Regions from separate parts of the Mus musculus genome. Here region 2 is linked to region 1. Evidence: chromatin contacts called from public HiChIP or PLAC-seq data. All regions are on one chromosome and are shown on one strand. The core of a region is the stretch at or near the end of the contact, and the rest is flanking DNA. Distances in the headings are between cores, read along the strand shown. Region 1 has its middle 8.9 kb from the start of Mir7076. Region 2 overlaps Adat1 (adenosine deaminase, tRNA-specific 1).

Evidence for each region. HiChIP or PLAC-seq counts read pairs in DNA pulled down with a chosen protein or histone mark.
Region 2: a contact with region 1 is called in an H3K27ac HiChIP or PLAC-seq map of embryonic stem cells, with 4 times the contacts expected there. The contact joins two enhancer-like sites. A contact is called at or near these places in 4 of 39 promoter capture datasets (the C10 cell line, cranial neural crest, frontonasal cranial neural crest and 1 more), 2 of 484 Hi-C or Micro-C datasets (B cells and the F1.1 cell line) and 2 of 115 datasets of contacts at active chromatin or transcription factors (both in embryonic stem cells).

What each region holds. Positions count from the first base shown.
Region 1 is chr8:111,678,765-111,682,738 of GRCm38.p6, reverse strand. No RefSeq gene overlaps it. Among named protein-coding and RNA genes, the nearest start is that of Mir7076, 8.9 kb to the left of the region's middle. Within about 2 kb of position 2,153, at least 25 of the 459 cell types and tissues checked have an H3K27ac peak or open chromatin away from gene starts, as enhancers often do. A contact at or near this core is called in embryonic stem cells, where this site is marked.
Region 2 is chr8:111,963,105-111,967,078 of GRCm38.p6, reverse strand. It overlaps Adat1 (adenosine deaminase, tRNA-specific 1), which reads left to right. Exons shown (of 10, transcript NM_013925.5): 10 at 1-181. Among named protein-coding and RNA genes, the nearest start is that of Gabarapl2, 24 kb to the right of the region's middle. Within about 2 kb of position 2,073, at least 43 of the 459 cell types and tissues checked have an H3K27ac peak or open chromatin away from gene starts, as enhancers often do. A contact at or near this core is called in embryonic stem cells, where this site is marked.

The DNA.
Region 1 (3,974 bases), core at 904-3,403:
CACCATTGGCTAGAGGCTGAGCATGAGGACACGCCCCCTCCGGTCTTCTGATGCAGGGATCTCAGCACAGCGAGCTCACTAGGGAGCTTCCAGCCCCCAGAACCGGGAGGGGATGGGTGCACCGGTGCTGTTTTTAATCTCTGTCCCAGCCGATTTGGGAAACAAGCACTCTGAAGATTTGTTCTTGTTTTAATTTCTCCCAAGGAATTCTTTTATTTAGTTAGGGGTTTGTTTGGTTGTTTGGTTTTTGTTTTGATGGTAAAAGATACCATTTTCTGCCACGGTAAGGAAGCTCTCTCCTCCGAGTCTCACTTCCCTGAGTACCTTGATAATGAAGTTGAATTTTGTCCCAGGCCCCTTCTGCATCAACTGTTTTTGTTTTTTGTTTTTGAGGCACGCACGGTTTCTCTGTGTCACCCTGGCTATCCTGGACTAGCTCTGTAGACCAGGCTAGCCTCAAACTCAGAGATCCACCTGCCTCTACCTCTGAGTGCCAGGATTAAAGGCATGCACCACAGCCTAGCTCTTTTATGAGATTTTTATATTATAAAGACTTGAATAAAAACATGGAAGCAGGGCTGGAGACATGATTTAAGAGCACTGGCTGCTCTTCCAGAGGACCTGGGTTCAATTCCAATACCCACATGGCAGCTCACAACTGTCTGTAACTCCTGTTCCAGGGGATTCAATACGCTCACCCAGACACAAGTGCAGTCAAAGCATCAATGTGCATAAGATTTTTTAAAAAAAACATGAAGGAGTAATATATTTTTATTTCTAAAGTTATAATCTGTCAAATTTGCTCACACCAAAGAAAGAAAGAGAGAAAGAAAGAGAGAGAGAGAGAGAGAGAGAGAGAGAGAGAGAAAGGAAGAAAGAAAGAAAGAAAGAAAGAAAGAAAGGAAGGAAGAAAGAAAGAAAGAAAGGAAGAAAGAAAGAAAGATACATAGATAGATAAATGTGTGTAAGCTGACATGTGGGTACTAGGAATTAAACCCAGATCCTCTAGAGCTGTCAGTCCATGGTCTTAGCCTTTGGGTCATCTTTCTAGTCCTTTCTCTTCTTTCTTGAGACAGATTTTCATGTGGCCCAGGCTGGCCTCAAGCTCTATATGTAACTGAGGATGTCCGTCAACTTCTGATCCTCCTGCCTCCGCCTCCCCAGGGCTGTGATCTCAGGCACGAGCTACCACACCTGGCTCTCAGTAGGATACCATCTCTCTCTGAGCTGATGGTGGTAAAGGATAGATAGCGGCATCCTCTGCCACGGTAAGGAAGCTCTCTCCTCCTCCTCTCACTTCCCTGAGTGCCTTGATAATGAAATGAAGTTGGATTTTGTCCCAGGCCCCTTCTGCATCAACTGAGATGGTCACGTGACTCTCCTCCTTTCGTCTAATGACTCGGTACATTACACTGATGATTCCCTCAGTCAAATCGCCCTCTGCACACTTGGGACCAATCCCGCTTGGTCAGGGCATATAATCCTTTTAATGTACTATTGGATTCACTCAGCTGTGGTTTGCCGAAGATTTGTCTTCATTTGTATCTATGAGGAACGTTTGGTCCGTAATTGCCCTTTCGTGTGATGTAATATTGCTCTCCCCAATTCACTCTTGAACACCCAGTTTATGGGATGGTGCGGATTAATCTGAGGATTATCCTACCAGCTGAGCTTCATCTCTAGACGATGTGATGTGATGTGATGTGTGGATGCTCCTTCCAGAATATGCCGAATATAGAGAACAAAGGAGACTTTCTGATGTCGTTCTCTGACACTCTCCACTTTAATTTGTTTGAGACAGGACCTTCTCTCTGTGAATTGAAATTTGCTGTTTCAGAGAGTATGGTGGGCCGACGAGCTCGCTGGAGCCCCCTGTCCTCTAAAGCTGGGATTACAGGCATGTAGGGTCATACCTGCCTTTTAATTGGGTCCTGAAGATTTTAACTCCTGTTTCCCAGCGACCCCTGCTAGTTACCTCTGAGCAATCTTCCCCCTCTTGCTCCGGTGCACGTCTCAGGGGAGAGCAGGGTGCACAGCTCAGGAATGTGCAGTTTGAGGAGGGCTCCTACCGCGAGCACACAGGCTGCTAGCAGAAGTCCCGGAGCCGCCCTGTCTGTCTGCGGACTCTTCCTGAGGCAGCCACTGCGCTGATTTCCCACCACAGCGCCATTCCTGCAGCCTGTGGCAGCATCTGGGGTAGCGTGAATTAGAAAGCAGTGGGGAGGGCTGGCGAGATGATTCAGTGGGTCAGAGCACTGACTGCTTCTTCCAAAGGTCCTGAGTTCAATTCCCAGCAACCACATGGTGGCTCACAACCATCCGTAATGAGATCTGATGCCCTCTTCTGGGGTGTCTGAAGACAGCTACAGTGTGCTTACATATAATAAATAAGTTAACCTTGAGAGAGAGAGAGAGAGAGAGAGAGAGAGAGAGAGAGAGAGAGAGAGATCTCGGAGCATTTGCCATCTCAAATGTGTGTTGGGCGGGGTTGTTTTATTTTGTTTTGTTTTTGTTTTTGATATCGGATCTCGCTGGGTTGCCCAGGCTGGTCTCAGCCTCCCAGGGTCACTCTGTCTCAGCCCCTGAAAACTGGAACTACAGGTTTACAGGACGCCAGCCACCTGTTTTACCTCTGGGTAAACTGAATCTTTTCTGAAATCTGAGGAATGTACCTCCATTATTTCTTCAAATGGAGATTTATATCTCTTTAACTTTATACTCGGGCTACTTGGCCTGCAGTTATCTGAGTGCTGGCATCTGATCTTACACATCACTTGTCTTATTTTCTCTCTCTCTCTCTCTTGTTTCTAAGAGCATTCCTTACCCTGACCCAACTCACTAATTTCTCTGAAGCACTGATTTTATTATGAGCGGTCACCTATTATTGTTACTGCAATCACAACAGACTGTTTTTGTTGTTTGTCTGTTTTGAGACAGAATTTTACTCTGTAACTTAGGCTGGCCCTACACTCACTATGGAGTCCATTCTGTACTCAGAGTAATGGCAATCCTCCTGCTTCAGCCTCCTGAGTGCTGGGATTATAGGCATGTGCTACCTACCTACCATTCCCCTGACAATAACTCTAGTTTTGACACCTGGATTTTTTGTTTTGTTTTGTTTCTGTTTGGGACAGAGTATTATGGCTATTCTTGGTTGTCAACTTGGCTACATCTGGAATGAACTACAATGTAGAAATGGAGGGCAGGGCACACCTGTGAGAGATTTTCTGCTTCTCCATTCTAGTCTGGACCTTTGAGGAAGGAAGGCACACACCTCTCTCCGATCTGGATCTTGTTTGTTTGTTTGTTTGTTTTGTCTTTTGTTTTTTTAAGACAGAGTTTCTCTGTATAGCCCTGGCTGTCCTGGAACTCACTCTGTAGACCAGGGTGGCCTCGCACTCAGAAATCCTTCTGCCTCTGCCTCCCAAGTGCTGGGATTAAAGGCGTGCGCCACCACTTCCCAGCACCCTACTGGATTCTTTAATGGCTTTTATTACTTGATCACTAATATCTTTTGTTTACTAGGCTTATTTTTGCCTGTTTTGAATCTTGCCCACGTCCACCAATGTTCCTATTTCTAACAGAATCTGTAATCCCAATGAGTGGGCTTTCTTTTCAAGTATTTTCTCATTATAACTCTACTAGAGCAGAGGGAAGGGATCCAAGTCTCAGAATCAGGCAGATGGAAGTGGTGGGTGAGCCCGTGGAAGAGCCCCACAGGCCCGAGCACCAGGGAAACACTTCGTCTTTTCATGACATCCAGAGGAGACTTGGAGGAACAGGATGGGAATCAGGGGGTGTCCTTCCCATTGTCCCTGGCTCCTCACTTGCACCTGACCCCCGTATTCTGAGGACGAAGAAGCTGTTTGAGGTGGGCCTGGGGCCGGCACCTCCTACCCAAGGTGTCAGAGTGAGGAGAAACAGCAGGTTCAGGCCCTTTCCTTCCCATTTGATCTTCCCACAGCCCAGCCTCA
Region 2 (3,974 bases), core at 824-3,323, 280 kb before region 1:
GGTTTCTCTGTGTAGCTCTGGCTATCCTGGAACTCACTTTGTAGACCGGGCTGGCCTCAAATGCAGAGATCTGCCTGCCTCTGCCTCCTGAGTGCTGAGATTAAAGTTGTGTGCCACCATGCAGTGTTCTTTTATGAGATTTTTATATTATAAAGACTTGAATTAAATGTGAAGTAGTAACATTTTTTAATTACTTATTTCACATCCTGACTGCACTTTCCCCTCCCCTCTCCTCCTAGTCCTTCCTCCCCCACCTCACCTTCCCCTACCCCCATCCACTCCTCCATTTCTCTTCAGAAAAGGGCAGGCCTCCAGTGGATATCAACCAACCATGGCCTAGCAAGTTGCAGTAAGACTAGACAAGGCAACCCAAACCCAGTAGGAAGAAAGGGTCTCAAAGAGTAATATATTTTTACTCCTAAAGTTATAATCTGTCAAGTTTACTCACACCCTTAGTCACTGGCATCTGGGTAGAAAACACTGAAGGCTAACCACTAAAGGCAACTTCCCTTGAGCTTCACTTACTGTCTCAAAGCGCTAAAGGTGGTATTTAAACATCCAACAGCCTGCATCCTAGTTTATGCTCTTAAAACCCAAGTTTACACTGGGGGGTTGGGGTGCATGCCTCTAATGCCAACACTTGGAGTTCCATGTCAGCCAAAGCTGTCTGTCAGAGACAGAGAAACCCTGTCTCATAAAGCCCCAAAAAAGAAAAGTTTAGAATTGTATGTATGCCTTAACATCACATCTCTGTAATCCTGGCAAGTGCTTGCTTGCTTGCTTGCTTGGTCTCAGACTGTGTCTTCTGAAACCTAGGCTGCCCTGGAACTCCTTATCTTCCTAAAATCCCAAGCCAGAAAGCAGCCCTCTCCATAAGTTATCCCACGTATCCTGTTTATCCTCAGTCAGGCAACATTGTCCAGTGTGAGCCTTGGGCCAAACCCATGAAGACCTCTAGAGAAAAGGTGGCTCTGATTATCATTTGACCTGTGTCCCTCCTGTGTCCTCTCTGGGCCCTGGCTGCAGCAAACCTGGTTTCTTTGGTAAAATCAGAGAATATGAGGACATTCATGCGTGTCCCCACTCCCCATCCATCCACTCCACTGGTGCCCATAGACCACCACCAGGAACAGGACGGCCAGCAGGACCCTTTGCCCCATCTCATCAGAGAAACTAGGAAGGGCCTTCCATATGGTAGGCAAATGCTCCAGCCCAACCACCAGTGCTACCCCACCCAGGGGTCTTTTTTAATTAATGTGAAGGATTTTATATTTTAAACTGTAGAAAAACTAGAAGCCCCTCAGAAATGAAGCTGCACAGGAATTGGAACAGCAACTCTAACCCATGCGTAATTCCACAAAATTGTGTCTTCAACTAAAAAAAAAAAAGGCAAATTTGGCTCTGGAGGAAAGATTACATTTACGTGTGTGCCTAAATAGGGTCTAATGTTATGACTCTGCGTGTGTGTGTGTGTGTGTGTGTGTGTGTGTGTGTGAGAGAGAGAGAGAGAGAGAGAGAGAGAGAGAGAGAGAGAGAGAGTTTTCCTCAGAATTTTCAGAACCTAATCTGATTCAGCCGTGTCTGCCACCACCTGTGTGCGCACATAGTTCTTCTTCAGGATGGAGGGATGCCACGTCAAATGCCATGCTTTATGGATTCCCCAGTGCCAGGCATGAGCTCACTGAGGAAGTTGCTGTGGAGAAGAAGGGGCTGCCCTGGTTGCCAGCTGGAGAGGTGCAGGCCCCCTGTCTGACCTGCTTGTGTCTGTGGCTGCTGGAAAGCTGCCTCCACCCAGACCTAGAACAAGGTTCCTAAGCCAGAGTTTTCCAGTTTCTAAACAACAGCCATCCTGCCACCAATAAAACCAGAACTTGTGTATCGTGTCTGTGTGTGTGTGTGTGTGTGTGTGTGTGTGTGTGTGTGTGTGTGTGTGTGTGTGTGTGTGTGTGTGTGTGTGTTTGTTCAGGAGCCCAAGCAAACCTTCCCAAAGGCACTGAGCTGGCTAACCAAAGGGAGTGGCTAGATTCAGAAAGAGCCAGGCAGGCTCCGGATGTACAGCCACACCATCCTGACTGTGCCTGAGCTCAGAGCCAGGGAGGCCGAGGTCGAGGAGAGAAAGTATTTTCTGAGCAGAATAGTTCATTGTATACCTCATTTTGCAGAATCATAGTTGCCTTGACTTTACACACAAATCTTTTTAAAAACATTAAAAAAAAAAAAAAAAAAAAAAAAAGCAAGCTAGGCAGTGTTGGTGCGTGCCTTCAATTCCAGCTGATAAAAGTTGAAGGCCAGCCTGGTCTACAGAGCTAGTTCCAGGACATTCAGGGCTACCTTCTATCCTGAGAAACAAAAGCAAAACCAAAAAACCGAAATTAAAACTAGCTGTGTCTGTAACTGAACCAGCCTGTTTCCCTGTAAAGCCATCCAAGTAGATCCCAAATGATTTTCAGGTGGTCCTGTAGCCCAAAGGACAGAGAGAAATGAGTCAGAGACGCTTCAGAGCTGGAGTAGGCAGCCTTTTTAGTCAGTATTTATTTAGACTGGGGACAGTGGGTGGGAGGCAGCACTTGGTAATGCGTGCAAGTTGCTACTTTCAGTCTCCTGCACTAGGAAAAACAAAACCACACGTTGCTTGGTTGGTAGTGTTTGTTTGTTTGGTGATGTTTTGGGAGGAGGCCCCCCGCTGGCCTCTAACTCTGTGATGTTCCCATCCTAGTTTCCCCAAACTGCTGTTACAGATGGGTGCTACCATGCCTGGCCAACAGTCAGGGTTTTACTTAGGGTATTAAATAGAGGAATGCAGATCTTGTGGAAGTTTATGAAGGTCTACAGTTTTCTGTGCTCCTTTTTTTTTTGTTGTTTTTTTAAATGTAATTATACCTCAATTTAGAATGTGTTAGAAAAAAAGTCCTTATTACTTGGAATCAGAATAAATTTGAGTACAGCCATGGATGCAAATGACATGATAGTACCAACTCTGCCACCAACAACCAGCTGTATGCTGGGAAGGCATTTAACCTTTGACTTGTGACCTCCATTCTGTTCTACAAAAGCAAGTACCAGCAACTAGGCTGCGCAAGTGTTTTCAAGTGTAGGGTAGGCTTTCTCATTTTTTTAAAAAGTTGTGTGCTGCGAATCAAACTCAGCATCTTTCCGCATGCTAAGCAAGCACTTGGCTCAGAGCTTTCCCTAGTTCCACTTTTTAGCATCTCTTAATTGGGTGGGGTGTGGCATTACATACCTTAGATTCACACATAGGAGGCAGAGGCAGGCATACCTCTGAGTTCAAGGCCAGCGTGGCCTACGGAGTTCAGTCCATCCAGAGCTAAGGAGTAATACCCTGGCTCAAAAACGGAGGCAGAAGAAACCTCTTAATTGCCTAAGTAAAGCACTGGGGAATTTTCCTCAATGTAAAGGCCTGCTGTTGAATGGAAGACACTCTGATGCTGTGACCCTCTGACCTGCCTATGGCCTCAGTTATACTAGTGATGGGGGGAGGGGAGGGGGACTTTTGTGTTAATCTAGCAGCCTGGGGACTCTGGTGTGGATTTGCTGTTTTGCCCTTATTCGGATGAGTCAGCAAGGGTTAGGAACCAACCTTTCAAATCAAGTCTGATTGGCACTGCTTTCCGGTGTCCAAGTGTGGCAGAGGCTGGGGGGTTGGGGGGCGGGGGGGAGGCAGAGGCGGAAAGTCACTCCAAGTAGGAACCCAAACTGCCAGACATTGGTCTCAAGTACACGTCCCTTGAAACTGGCCGTATTCCCAAGGGAAGAGCTCACAATGGAAACAGTGGTGGGCATCTGTCCAGGCAGCCAGGAGAATGAGATGCGCTTTGAACCCAGAGGTGTCTCGAAGGGAGGCACGGTGGGCCCCTCAGCAGTGAAACCAACCTGGCCACTGGGCGGTATCACAGAGCCCTTTCCCAGCTCTGTCTTCCGTTCAGCAGCAGGCCTTTACAGTGAGCCTGTGGGGG